2 separate regions of the Triticum aestivum genome follow, and region 1 is linked to region 2. A link is a contact called in public Hi-C data. All regions are on one chromosome and are shown on one strand. Each heading gives the region's core, a stretch centred on a gene start, on an enhancer-like site or on the middle of the called end of the contact. The rest is flanking DNA. Distances are from core to core; before and after follow the strand shown.

Region 1 (7,583 bases), core at 3,339-5,838, 510 kb before region 2:
AAAATATCTGTTCTCATGAAGAAAAACGTCGGTTGCGTTAATTACCAAACGAGGAAATAGTTCATTCATACATCAGAAGCAATGCAACTGAAATTGGAGCACAAAGCACTACCAAACACTCATAGGAGGCAATTACTTTGCAAATAACTGTCAGTGCTCCCAGTTCAGTTAAAAGAGCATAAGGTCCTACTCAAAAAACTTTTGATTCAGAAGCGCATAGACTATTTGTTGTTCTACATTTACTGAAATAAAGAGAACTAATTAGATAATGATAATGATGCAAACAAAAGAGCTAGCCTATTACCTGGGTGCTCCTTGGAGAACATGCCCAAATAGCTCGGACATCCTTATATGCTCCTCACATATGGGTTGGATACGGGGGATCTGTGGACTGACTGGACATGCCAAGACAAAGTAGGGATTGTGATTGGGTGGCCTTTTTTCTTCTCTTTTCTGTCCAGGACAATGACCGGACTCTCAAATGGGATGTTTGAGGGGTCCGATTGTAGATGCTCTTAATTTCCGAAATAGAAAACAAATATAAGTTTCAGTGGCAAATGAATATTTTTCTACAGTTGGTATATATAACTATACTATTGTGTATAAAGAGAACGGCCAGGTAACATGCCATATATTATTAGTCTAATGTGTGATGGCTGCTCAATCTATTTTCTGGTATCCAACATTGCAAATCATTTGGAGATCCAAAGGAGACAGATTCAACATCATATGTATTCAAAGTAACAACCAAAGATTATATGTGGTATTTAGGATATGGGTCAAGAACTTTACGTGCAACCTGAGATCAAAACTTATCAACAGAGATAAAAAAAACACCAATAGAGATTGCCATTTTTGGGAGGTTAGTTCCATCAAGCTTAATACGACATCATGCAGAATTTTGCAAAAGCTTTCTATTATTATAACAACATGTTAATCGAACATAATTTGGCAAAACCAATTCTGTGTATGAACATCAATAATAGACCATACCCGTAGTGAGTATGCATTAACCAAAGCATAGGCATATAAGTTCTATGAGACCGACCTACAATCAAGAAGAGAAAACAGATATTATCCAACATCAGAGACCATCCCCACCACATCGATCAGACTTATGGCCGTGTACTGATTGCCCGCCACATCGATCAGACTTATGGCCGTGTACTGATTGCCCAGGAGAGCTATGAATTCAGTATCCATGTATCAAAAACGAAAATAAACAAGCTGACACAAAAGCCTCCCTATACCGAAAAAGGCTTTCGCCCCGCTTTATATATAAAGCAACAACCCACAAGCATCCAGTACAACCACATGCAACGCCACCACAACACACGCACACACCCAGGACAGGATACAGAGGCGCTGAGCGCAGCAACACTACTCCTAGCACTACCATCCCGAAGATATGAAGCTACATATGACGAACCATGCGCTCCAAGGCGGCGCCTTTAGGAAGGAAACGACGCCGGAGCGCCGCCACCGCCCGATCCAAGGATCAAAGTTTCCCCCGGAGCCGCATGCCGGACAATGAGAGCCGCGCCGACGCCTTCAAGAAGGGAGCGATCTTCGCCGCCGCCGGTCCCTCTGAAGAAAGAGCAGGTTTTCACCTCAGCCAACATTCACCGCCATCGAACGCCACACCCCGGCAACCACGCCGCCCACACGGCCATGATGAGCGGGCAAAACCAAGGCGCGTGCTTTGTCCAAGAGCACCGCGCCACCACCACCACCAGGGCTGCCGCCCCAGCATCCAAGACCTCGACACCACCTCACTCGTGACCCGGCGCACCCCAACGAAAGAGACGAGCGGAAAGGTCCAACCTTTCGCGCCCCTGGGCAACCCCCAGCGTCGAGACCCAATAGGTCGGTCAGAGCCGGCATCCACCGACCCATCCTGCTACCCCAAGCGCAAGATGAGCTCGGTCCTGCTGCATCGTGCGCGAGACGAGGATGGTCCTGCTGCATCATGCGCGAGACGAGCCCGGTCCTGCTGCATCATGTGCAAGACGAGCTCTGTCCTGCGGCATCGGGCGCGAGACGAGCGGTGGATCGTAGCTGGGAAAGGACCAGCCCTTTGATGGGAGTAGTGCCCAGGCAACGAGGAGATGGGGTGAAGGACGAGACGGCCCGAACGCAGACAAACCGACGCCGGAGGAGCCGGCCGTTGCCGCAGACAGATCCGTCGAGTCACCGTGAAGCCGCCACAACATTGGTAGGCCACCGAGGCCTACCCAAGTCGCCGCCCACGGCCGGAGCAGCAGCCACGCCCGGCCGCTGCCCTACCCGCGTCGCCCGGCGGGCTCCGAGCGCCGGAGCCTCCGGGCACGCACCACCGGAGCCAGGCGCCACCGGCCGGCCACCAAAGCCAGATCCATACGGATCCGGCCCGAGACCGGTCGCGCGCCACCTCCCGAGACGGGAGCACCGCAGCCGCCCCGGAGCGCGCAGCCCGAGGTTCGCTGGAGCGCTGCCATAGCAGGCCACCCCGCCGCCCCGCGAGACCGCCGCCGCGCCACTGGATTCCGCGGGCATCCAGCACCGTCGCTCAAAGGGGCCGCCCCGCACCGGCGCCCTCAAGCGGACAGGGAAGGAGGGCCCCGCCGCCGCCTTGCCCGCCGGGCTTTGCCTGACGGAGCGCGCCGACGACGGCGGGGGGGGGGAGGGGAGGGAGATGGGGCCGAGGGCCGCGGCACAGGGGACCCCCCGGGCGCGCGCGGGCGCGCCGCGGGAGGGGAGGGGAAGAGGAGGGGGAAGAGGAGAGGGGGAGGGGAGCGGGGCGCGCCCGGCGGCGGCGGCGGGGGGGGGGGGGGGGGGGGGGACCCTAGGGAGGGGAGTCGGGACTTGTCTCACAAAAGCCTCCCTATCACTACCACTTGTATCACTGATCATTATATCTTCATGCTCATTGGTCGCTTGTAATTCAACATACATAAACAAGAGCAGTACAACTAAAGAAAATAGCTTTTTTATTCCCAATATAAATTCATACCGCTCTCAGCTAATGCATAATTTACCCGATAATATATCATTTCTGTCTGCATCACAGTGGAAACAAGCAGACAAAAGTTCAGGATAACAAATCAATTTTTGGCACAAAAAATAGCAATTCTACTTGTATGCAAGCACTTGAATCAAGTTGTATCACCGTGTGAATGCATTGATATGTAGAACATCGAGCAGCAAAAATAAATAATTGAGATGCAAACCGGCAGGAGAGGGAGAGCTTTTTTACTCTTATGAGCTCAGTGGAGAGTTCATCGGCTGATTGTACTATGTGCCCACGGCTTCAATGTCTCTCCTGGTCCATCCATCATTGGGGCTGGTACTACCGGTCGGTGCCGCTCGCTATCACTGCAGCAATAATATCCTCGTGGAAGAGGCATGCAGTAGCACCAGTCCTCCCGTCGTGGTGGAGACCACAGCCACGACGCGCTGCTCCTACGAGTGGCCCTCGACCCGGCTCTCCGCAGCACAGCCGCAGCACAGCCGCATCACGCGGCGGAGGAAGCCCCTAGCACCTGCCGCTGTCGGCGACCTCAACGACGTTGATGCGGCTCGACGCCCGGCCTGCACGGGCAAGCGACAGCCTCAGCATGCTCACCGTCCACGACGACGACGACCCGTGACGCCCGCACCCGCACGTTGCCCCCGACGAGACGACGACCTTGGCTGCACTGACCCACTGGAGGCACGGCTAGCGCATAGTGCGCGCAGTGGCCCCCGGCCCCGATACCTCTGCTCCCGGCTGAGACGTGCCCAGCGCACGCGGCGGCCAGCGGTCTGCATCGCGCGATGTCCTCCCCAGCACACGGGCGCGAGGGAGCAAGGCGGCTAGGTCCGACTGGCAGAGCCCCCTCGCGTGTGGCATGGCGGCGATGGGCAGCGGCGCCATGGTCGGGTGTGAAAGGGGTCGAAGCTGCTGGGAATTTCTTATTCATGGAACGGGAGCCACGACAAGTGAATATGTGGTGATTTGCTATGTAGGAGTATTAGGAAAGTTCTGATTCCATCGTGATGTAGGAGTACTAGTAAATTGATTCCCCCCCCCCCCCCCGTAATGTCAGTTATTTGTTTTCATAAAATTTGTTATTTGTTTCCTCTAGCAAATTGCATTGATGAGATGGATCGCTTGATTTGGATAAGTTAGGAAAGTTAGGATCTGCCTCTTTTTGTACAGTAGGAAAGTGTTTGTTTAGAAGGAAATAGTGGAAAAAAGTAAACCGGTCGGATGGTGGGAAGGGAGACGAAAAAAGACCAGGCGAAAAAAATATGTCGAAAGTGGAGGGACTATTCAACAACTCGTCCATTAAAAGTAAAGATAACAGCGCAAAGGGGGCAATCAGCAAAAGACATGTCGCAACAGGAGGGTTCAGAGCAAGGCGAACGAACAAAGGGGTAAAAGATAGAAGTGTAGCGCATAGGGGGGTTAAAATCAATTCTCCCTCCGGAGGAGGCGGGGCCACACTTTACTTCTCCATTTGATCATTTGCCCCTCCCCGAGAGGCTGTCGGATGGGATCTGGGGCCACTGTCATTGAGACAATCATAGGGCAAATCATAAAACCCTTGTAAAGTGGGGCAAATCATCAAATCCCCCAGCAGCGACTTCCCGTGGATCTGGAAAGGCTGTGATCCTCGAGAAGCCGCCGCTGGCGCGCAACCAGAGCATTAGAGGTAGCGGAGGCGGCGGAGAGCAGTGCCGGATCCGAAACCTGGACGATGGACGGAGTTCGAGCCCCGCCCGTCCCGCTCGCCGTGGCGGTCCCTCCTCGTCGCCACCCCTCTCCTCGACTCGGCGGGACGAGGGGAGCAGGGGCAGCAGCCAGCCATGCCTCGTCCGTCTCGCATGGTGGCCCAAATACGGCTTCCTCGTGCTCTGTCGGCGCCCGTCGACCTCGATCCAGCTGGGGCAGGAGGAGCTCGAGCCGAGGAGCGTGGCCTCGATCCGGAATCGACGAAAGGAGGGGAGCAGCAGCCATCACGCCTCGTCACAAATCATTCCCCGTCTCTTCTGTTTGCACCTCCCCCCGTGAGTTCCTCTTTCTAATCCCTTTCCTCTCTAAATTAATTCACATTTTTAGTGTTCCTACTGTCTATGGCAGCTATAGGTATTCTTTCTCCCCACTTCTCCTCTCCATTTTGAGTCTGTTCTGATTTCTAGATCTTCTGGTGTTAGAAGCGGCCACAGGCTGCCGCCGGGGACACCTCTGCATCATCGTCGACGGAATGAAGGGAGCAACGGCCACAACCGCCTGCTGCAGCGGTGCTGAGCGGCTGCGGACCTACAGCGAAACGGTGCTGGATCCATATGTACTCCTCTGCCAGTCTTCTTCACGCCGCAATTTACTCCTCCTTGCTGCACCTGGTATTTCTATCCTCTCTTCTGGTTGCCTCATGGGAACTGTCACCAATTCCTATTGACGTATAATGTGCTATCTAATCTTTTCCATCAGATCGGTCTTTTGGTTGCATTGGTTAGAGCATGCACTTTCGCATGGTATCGGAGTCAAGAGGTCTTGAGTTCAAGACCCGGCTGGCACAATTAAATTGCAGCCCACTTTCGCTCCACCTTTAGACCTAAGGGAGCCACACGTGAGGGAGAGTATTGACGTATAATGTGTTGTCTAGTCTCTTTCATAAGATCGGTCTTTTGGTTGCATTGGCTAGAGCATGCACTTCTACAATTCCTTCTTCCAGATCTCTCTCTCTCACTCTGATTGATTTGCTAACAAAATGTTTGTTGGATTGTTTGAATATATTGTTTTTCCATATAGATGGAAAGTGTATTCAATACGTGTGATTACTTGGCTGTGGTGGATGTTTTAGCATTTTCACTAATTTTCGTGTGCCAATAATTTGCCAGATTAGCTTGATGAATTAATTGATTTTTTGTGACACGTGTACCAATTAGTAACCTGCAGTATAAGGAAAACAGAGTATATTTGGTCATCTTCCCCACATGGAGAAACTATATTGTTTACTTATCTTTTGCTCTGTCAAAATTAAGCTTTGGCCTTTGACTATGTAAATGACTATGTCCACTTTTAATTGACGTGTTGTGACGCCCGGATAATTTGGTTAAAGTAATCCCACGTTAACAATGCCACACCACCTCGGTTACTGTTAATAATCTCGCGTTAGTTCGAAACGATTCAAATTTAAATGATGAATTTAAGTTAAAATAATTAAAGTTTTCAAAAGTCAACACTAAACCGTTCCTAATGTGTCAAATAATCCATAGTAAATGATGGTGAATAAATTATCTTTTAATAAAATATTTAAATGCACTAAAGTAATAGAAATGACAGCAAAAACAATTAATTAAATGCCTTTTTCAAGTTATAATAATAGACCTAAATTAGTAGCGTGCCAAAATAATTGTGGCAGTGGACTGATTAGTAATACTAATTTAGGTGCTCACTGGGTATTTTATAAAACTAAAATAAAAGAAATTATAAATGAAAACAGAAAATAATAAATAAAAGAAAAGGAAAAACAAGACAAACAAAAGGAGAACAACAACCCCCCCTCCCAGGTCCAACCGGCCCAGCACGCCACTGACCCAACTGGGAATCCAACCTACCAGCCCGTAGGCCCAGCCGCCCCCATCGCACCCTTATCCCCATTGGCAACCGGAACCCTAGCGGTTCGCTCACCACTCGTCCTTCCCCCCCGCATGATCCACTCGCTCTCTCCCCCCACTCCCCCAATCCAGATCGGGATCGGGGCGACCAGGTCCCCGCCCCCGACGACCCTGCCGACTGGATCGAGCGCGCCTTTCGCCGCCGCCTGGAGAGCCACCTCGCCGGAGCCTCTCCGCCTTGACCACATCGTCACCGTCGCTAGTCCCCATCCTTCCCCTCGCCAGACTGCTCGTCCTCGCCTCCCCCTCGACGGCTCTACCGAGCCTCGCCACTGAACCCCTGCAACGTGGGGTGAGGACCCCGAACCCCCTCCCGCGTTTCCTTCTGCTCGCTTCCGCCTCTAGCTGCCGTTGTTGCCACTGCTGCTTAGCCGCGCCCGTCGTTCACCGCCATTGCCGGACTGCCCCACTGCTGCCGCCTTGGCCGCCCCTTGCCTCGCCGATGCGCCCGGCCGCGCTGTGGTTGCGCCCGTGGCCACGCCTGGTTCTGCCAGGGCCATGCCTCGCCACGCCGGGTCGCGCACCGCCCACGGTCGCCGCGCCCTCACTCCTCCTGCCCACGCCCACGCGCAAGCACCACCCTGGCCGCTGGCCTCGCCCCGCAGCACTCCCTGCCGGCGAGCGCGCGCCCAGGCGCCCGTTGCCCGCAACCATGCCCCGCGGGCTGGCGCCCGCGCCCGTTTCTCCCGACCCGTTAAGGCCCCCTAGGCCAATGACAGGGGGGCCCCGCCCCAGAACGTTTTTCTTAAAAAAAAGAGAGAAAAAAATGTTAGAATGAATAAATTAATTATTAATTAATTAATTAATGAGTTAATTAAGTTAATTAATCCTGTTTAACTAATCTAATTAAAATAAATTAGCCTAATCACTTAGTTAGTCTAATTAACCCAGTTTAGATAACCTGAGACTATGACATGCAGGACCCTCACGTCAGTTTG
Region 2 (6,876 bases), core at 1,768-4,267:
CAACTAAAAGGCAACATGTCCAACAGTTAGGTGTAGTAGACATTGTCTGAGATGGTTTGGGCATATACAACGGATGCCACGTTTATTCAGGTTCTATAGGAAGCTTCAGTGCATAGCAGACGTTTAAAGCATGCTGATGATGTCAAGAGAGGTCGGGTGACCAAACTTAAAGTGAGAGGAGTCCGTTAAGAGAGATCTGAAGGAATGGAATGTCACCAAAGAACTAGCCATGGACAGGGGTGTGTGGAAGTTAGCTATGCACGTGCGAGAACCATGAGTTGGTTTTGAGATCTTATGGGTTTCAACTCTAGCCTACCCCAATTTGTTTGGGACAAAAAGGCTTTGTTGTTGTTGTACAGTACTTGCTGAAATAGTTTGACGGGAAGACAATTATTTCATTATGTATCAAAATTAATGAAATTCTGATGAAAAGTACAAAGTGAAAACCATGCTCAAGAGTGAGCGTAAATTATTGTCATCACCACATCTAATGTTTTTCTCATGATCATGCTGTTTTGGGATTTTAAGATTTCTTATAAATGATTGTTACCAAGCCCATGTAATAATGAGCTGTCCTTAGCCCCATTAACTTGTTATATAAGAGGGTATACATTGGTGAGTGACAAGCTGGCAGTTCATCCTTCCAGGACAGAATGTGCTAATATGCTGTCACTAGAGACAACCAGTTGTATCACATGGGATGCATTATACTCTGTTATCAGTAAAAAGTGGGCAAATGATTAATTCAACTGCCAATTCTACAGGTGAAAGGATTGTTGAAGGAGAAAAAAGTTGAGATGCTGGTGGACCCAGACTTGCAGAGCAACTATGAAGAGACCGAGGTGGAATCTCTGATCCAGGTAGCGCTGCTGTGCACGCAGGGCTCGCCAGTGGAGCGCCCCAAGATGTCGGAGGTCGTGAGGATGCTGGAAGGTGACGGCTTGGCAGAGAGATGGGAGGAATGGCAGAAGGTGGAGGTGGTCAGGCAGGAGGCAGAGTTGGCTCCTCTTCGCAACGACTGGATTGTTGACTCCACATATAACCTCCGCGCCGTGGAACTGTCTGGCCCAAGATGACCAACGTCCTGGCATAGGCAAAAATCACCATTTGATCAGTCATTCAGCCTAATTGTTGTTTGTGAATATGAAAGGTAGCTTGTACTCTTTTGTTTAATGACAATTTTAAAGGATGCATTTTCCCCCCATTCTCCTCCACACTGAGAAGTTATGCTAGGCTGCAGTCATTTGTTAAGGTGAAAGGCATACATTTTGTGTTGAATTTGCAAGGCACTGTTGTATCAATCTGATAAAAGTGCAATGTGTTATTCTGTGATCCCTTTGTCGGTGCATAGACATTCATTTCTCTTCTTTTGTGGTGTCTTCAAAGCTATTGTCAGTCAGTGTAATCTCTATCAAAATATAGGACCATGTTTTGACACTATGACAGTGGCAAAAAACGTCTTATATGTTGATATTGAGGAAGTAAATCACAACCGGCCGTATCAAACCCTATCCAGTGTGTGTGAGATCAAAGAGGTGTTAGGGCATACGCAAAAAAAAAAAGAGGTGTTAGGGCAACTCCAACCGGCTGACGCAAACGGATGTATTTTTTGTTTGTTTGAGTGGCTGAGCAGATGCGTGTATCCGGTTTTTGAATTGGGTCGCAGGTGGGCCCAACGCTAGCCCGTGTTGTTTTAGAAAAATAACTAAATAGAAATATAAACTATTCAAATTTAAAAACATGTAGATTAATAAAATATAATTAAACACTAAAACCTGCCAAAGTCCACTTCAAACATAATTATACACTAGTAAAAGGGCCCAGTGCGTTGCTACGAAAAAAAACACCACTTGTGAAACGTCACTAATCAATTTTCATATATAACATGTTAAAATTAAAGTTAGGGTTTAAAAGATAGAAATATTTTCTAAAGCATTTGAACCTGTACCTAAACAACATTTAAAAATGGTTAACTAACCAGTAAAAATAACCTCATATTGATATTGTACACATTTTTCTAATCAATTTTCATATATAACATGTTAAAATTTGAATTACGATCTAAAAGATATGAATATATTTTTAAAACATTTAAATCTGTTCCTAAGCTGAATTTAAAAATATTTGACGTGTAAAAATAATGTCATATTCATATTCTACACATTTTTCTAATTAATTACACATATAACATGTTAAAATTAGAGTTGCGGTTTAAAAGTTATGAAAACATTTAAATCTGTTTCTAAGCTGAATTTAAAAATATTTGACATGTAAAAATAACATCATATTCATATTCTACACATTTTTTAATTAATTTCATATATAACATGTTAAAATTGGAGTTGCGGCTTAAAAGTTATGAATATTATTTTAAAACATTTAAATATGTTCCTAAACTGAATTTAAAAATAGTTGACGTGTAAAAATAACATTATATTAATATTCTAAACATTTTTCTAATACACTTTCATATATAACATGTTAAAATTGGAGTTACGGTTTAATAGATATGGTTACTTAAAAAAAGATATTTATTCTTAATAGACCGTGGGGTCATTAACACATATATCAGGGTTTGTTTTGTAAAACTAAAAAAAATGATTCACAGTGACTTAATATGGATTGTGGGTTAATTGGCATGAAATGTAGGGGGTTTTGTATAAAATGCGAAAAAAACGATTCGTCCTCACTTAAAATAGGACTGTGGGTTGAATTCTCTTAAACAGAGGGACTTTTCTGCAAAATGCCGCGACGGGCGACCAGAAACGCTAGGTGCTTTATTATTAAAAAAAAAATTAGGGAAAGATAAAACATAAATAAAAACTTAAAAGAAAAAACTAGCCCAGCTCTGAGGTCTGCGGGTGCCGGCGGTGCTGGTGGTGGCGGTGGCGGTGGCGGGTAGACGCAATTGCCGGTCACGCAGAGCTAGAGCGCCTCCTCCAGGCCATCGTGTGCCCTCCTCGCGCTGGAGTGTCTCCTCTAGTGCAGCCTGGTACTCCGCCTTCGCCTTCGTGTCCTTTTCACCATTGGCGGCAGCGGTGGAGGGCGGGCCTCGACCTGAACGGCGCCGCGGCGGCGCACATTGTACTCAGTGGTGAATCAGACGTCCTAGTTGGGACTGTCTGTCGCGTATGCCAGGTCGGTGCGCTGCTCCAGCGTGAGGATGACACGCCGTTTGCGGATCTCCGCACGCACCCGCTCCGAGTACGGCACTGGGATGCGGTGGGGGTCGAGATGCCAACTGTGCAGGAGGTTGACATTCGGCCACGGCGGCGGTACTCCCAGTACTGCGCCCGATGCACTGAGATGTACAACTGGTCCCATGGCCGGTGAGCCTGTCAGCATCGCTGCTACCATGGGCCGGCTATGGGCTAAGCCCAGCTACCTTGCCGTCGGAGGAGCAGCTACAACCGCAACTACTACAAATAGCAGGACCCAAGCGCTGGACGAGGTATCCGCGTAGGATCACAAACCCGACGGCGGCGGCTCTCTGTTCTTCTTCTACCTCTGTTCCCTTCCTCTTCCATTCCTCTTGTAATCACTGCTAAGACAAGAATCCTTGTGTGAGTGCTATAGATCGTGTGATACATATATCTAGTACCTAACATTTCGTATTCAGAGCCAGTCCACCATCTTTCCTGCCTCAATTTTTTTTCCTCAATCACCACCTTAAACCTGTTCGATCAAATATTTAGCCACCAAATGTCCTCAGATCAGGTTCTCAGCTTGGTCGTGGAGCAAGCGATTTACCCTATCACTACTGATGTAGTGTATTCCCTCTTCGCTCCCTTTGATGTAGAGCAGTTGGTGGTGTATCCCCAAACAAAATCGGAGGAAGGAGAGCCTTGTGTAGCGGCGGATGTCCGATTCACTTCGGCGCACGCAGCAGCTCACGCGTTCGCGTACTGGGATGGCCGCTGCATCTACTACCGATGTTGTCGCCTGCAAATGTGGTACGCTACACTCGACGTGTTGCCGGCCCCGGCTTCTCCTTCACCAGCCGTTGTCAAGGACAACCGTGACACTGCCGCGCGTTCGGCCCCGAGCCCGTGGTCGACCTCAACAACTCCACCGTGGCTATCTCTGGTCACGACGACGAGTCCGTCGGGGCCATCAGCACGCCACCTCACGTCCACGATACATCCCCCAAGTCTTCCCTCGACAGCGGCCACGTCCCCATCGTGGGCACGGCCGAGTACACATTGATGGCGGCAATTCCAGAAGTTGTCACTGAGCTCGCCATCTTCCCCGGCGTCCCCTTCACCACCAAGGCCCAGGAGGTCTTCGAGGTCCTCCATGACACGTCCTCTGCCTGCATCAAGTTTGCGCCTATAACATGTTCGACGGAATGCTCGCAGCAGGTTGCCACCACCGACTTTGGCAACAAAGGACGTGACGCCCCTACTGCCATCTTCCTTGAGCATGCGGTCGACCTCAAGGACATCACGCCCAACCCTCCAATGGCCGAACCGGAAGACCAGAAGGAGTACCAGGCTGTTGACATCACCATCGATGTCAAACTTGCCACCCCTGTACCTCCGATGCTCTCGAGGTACAACCCTGGCATTGCCAACAACTACGCTGACGTTGCTGATGCATCCCTGATTTTGTGGGTCACACGCCCGGCGCAATCGGTGCCTTCGGTTGCCCTCGTCCACGGTGACGACCGGGTGCAGCCAACTGCATGCACAGAGCATCGACCACATGGCGTTCATCTTGTTGTTGAGAGCAAAGGCTCGCTCCTGCCACCATTGCGGAAGGAAACTGAACCACAGCCATGGCCGCCTCCCATTCAAGTGCAAATTGCAGGGAACAATGATATTCAGGTACTTGGCATAGCCACGACTGATGATGTTGGCTATGTGTGGTGGCCACCTGACTATCAACCAAGGTTATGGAGCGAATTGCAAAAATGGCTACTTTCCATACTGAGATGTAAGAATTTCATTACTCGTGCTGCTACTTGTTCGGCTAGTAGAAAGACAGGCTTGGAGTCCGCCGATTGTGCCATTTATTTGGAATCTCTGCTATCCACATCTCCTATTATCACTCATATTGGATATTTCTCCAGGAGTGCAGTTGTTACAACTCTGAATCTACAGTTAAAGGGTCAGGTGCTACGCCCAATGTCGTGTCCGTCGTTCGAGTGTCATTCGGAATCAGCCTGTTTACGAGCTGCTTTGGCAAACTTTTGGTTCGCGTTCTGTTCTACTGGGAACTCTTGGAGTTATTGGCAAAATGAACATATACAACAGTGGCGTCCACCTGATGAAGCAGAGCTTAGGAGCATGATTCTAAGTTTCTTGTTTCCTATGGATGTGTCTCATATGCAGAGCAGTTGGTTCCATAAGCAGTCTCCTTATTCTCTTCAACTTGGGAAGTTACAGAAATTCATAGAGACATCATGTGACCTGAAGCCATGGCCTTCCTTTGTAGTACGTCCAGATGGATGGTCGTTTAGACTTACATGGTCACCAACTCAAGATCTTATGCCATGGAATAATTCTTTACACTCGTTATGAATCCTCAGTGGACCATTCCATGGCCTCTCGGTTCCCATTTCCCTATATCAAGTCTTCAACCTCAGTCAACATGTGTCAGTTTATTGGTGCAGCAGTTGGGTGACAATGGAAGCCTCTTATCCAAAGTGGCATTCCCAACTACCAACATGGTGTTTCTGCCAGGGGACTCGACAGTGCAGCTCAGGCAATCTCCAAGTGGTAAGCTGGCACATGCCAAATGCGGATCTGATTATATGGTGAGCACTCGTTCAATGGCCCAGTTTCAATATCGCTCTAGCTCAGTATTGCTAATTTTTGAGCAATTTGACTGGCAAATCGCGTGGCTGCCATTCCCTCGAGCTGGGTTTCTCATGTTTGGGCGCTTTAGCAGGGCTTGCACATTGCAGCGACCATTCTTACTGTCACCCACAATATGGAACTTTACTGTTCTTGGTAGTTCTTGGGGTACACGTATAGTTACATGTCATCTGCTGTTGTTTCCTTGGGATCCATGTAACAATCTACAATTTGTTGGTATGAGTCACCTTGTGACAAGCAGAGCCACCTTCTGTATGCTATTGTTGCTGCCATGGGATCCCGGCAATGACACATGTTGTTCGCTTGATGGTGCTACACTTCGTTGGCGTATTGCATGGGACCTGGGTGACCTACCAGTTCTGATCGATGCTCTACGAATACTGCAGTACCTAGTTGTTCAGCAAACAGTGTTGATATCAGGGGATCTAGGTGATATGGTTCTTGTGTTGGTCCAGTTTGTTGCACATAGTTGGTGCTTCCTCAGCTTACTTCTCCCAGATCCGTTGAGGTATGGGATTAGCATCACAAAACTGAACAAAGTCTGGGATCTGGGTAGCTTGGGACTGCAGCCGTCCGAAGTGATATTTTTTATGCGGCTTATGATGCCATGGAATTTTAGAAGTCCTGCTACCTATGGCTGGCATGCAATGAACTCTAGTCCTGAAGATGGTCCTCAAGCCATTATCGTGGGGCGACAATTCAGTTATGGGCTGCTCTCACTTGATGACTTGTATCTATTCCAGGACCATTATTGCAAGTCTCCTTGCTACATGTCTGAGGCGTTCAAATCTGAGGGAGTACAAGGCAATGAACATTGTGCAGTAAAGTTAGTTCTGCCAGCACTTTCTTCTTGTGAGCAATGGGATCCAGGAGGATTGAACTTTGCAAATGTTCAAGGCATGCAAGTACCTGCTCTACTCGGCTTGCTTATTGCACTATGCATATGCTCAGGTTGGTGTTTACAAGGAAACACTCCTATGAAATCAGCGGAGAAACGGCACCGGCTTGGGGGCAAGCCGATTGTTAAGGGGGAGGGGATGTCAGCATCCCTGCTACC

The links. Hi-C and Micro-C count contacts between places; a contact is called where the count stands out from the background.
Region 1: a Hi-C map of leaf shows a contact between it and region 2, with 3 times the contacts expected there. The contact joins the promoter of LOC123137121 here to the promoter of LOC123137118 in region 2. A contact is called at or near these places in 2 of 5 Hi-C or Micro-C datasets (both in leaf).

The regions. Positions count from the first base shown.
Region 1 is chr6B:344,628,141-344,635,723 of IWGSC CS RefSeq v2.1, reverse strand. It overlaps LOC123137121, which reads left to right and starts at 4,588. Exons shown (of 3, transcript XM_044556721.1): 1 at 4,588-5,031; 2 at 5,179-5,367. The coding sequence starts at 4,722.
Region 2 is chr6B:344,114,888-344,121,763 of IWGSC CS RefSeq v2.1, reverse strand. LOC123137118 reads left to right here and starts at 3,017. Exons shown (of 2, transcript XM_044556718.1): 1 at 3,017-4,935; 2 at 5,080-6,876. The coding sequence starts at 5,519. LOC123137117 (LRR receptor kinase SERK2) reads left to right here. Exons shown (of 11, transcript XM_044556717.1): 11 at 765-1,335. The coding sequence ends at 1,076.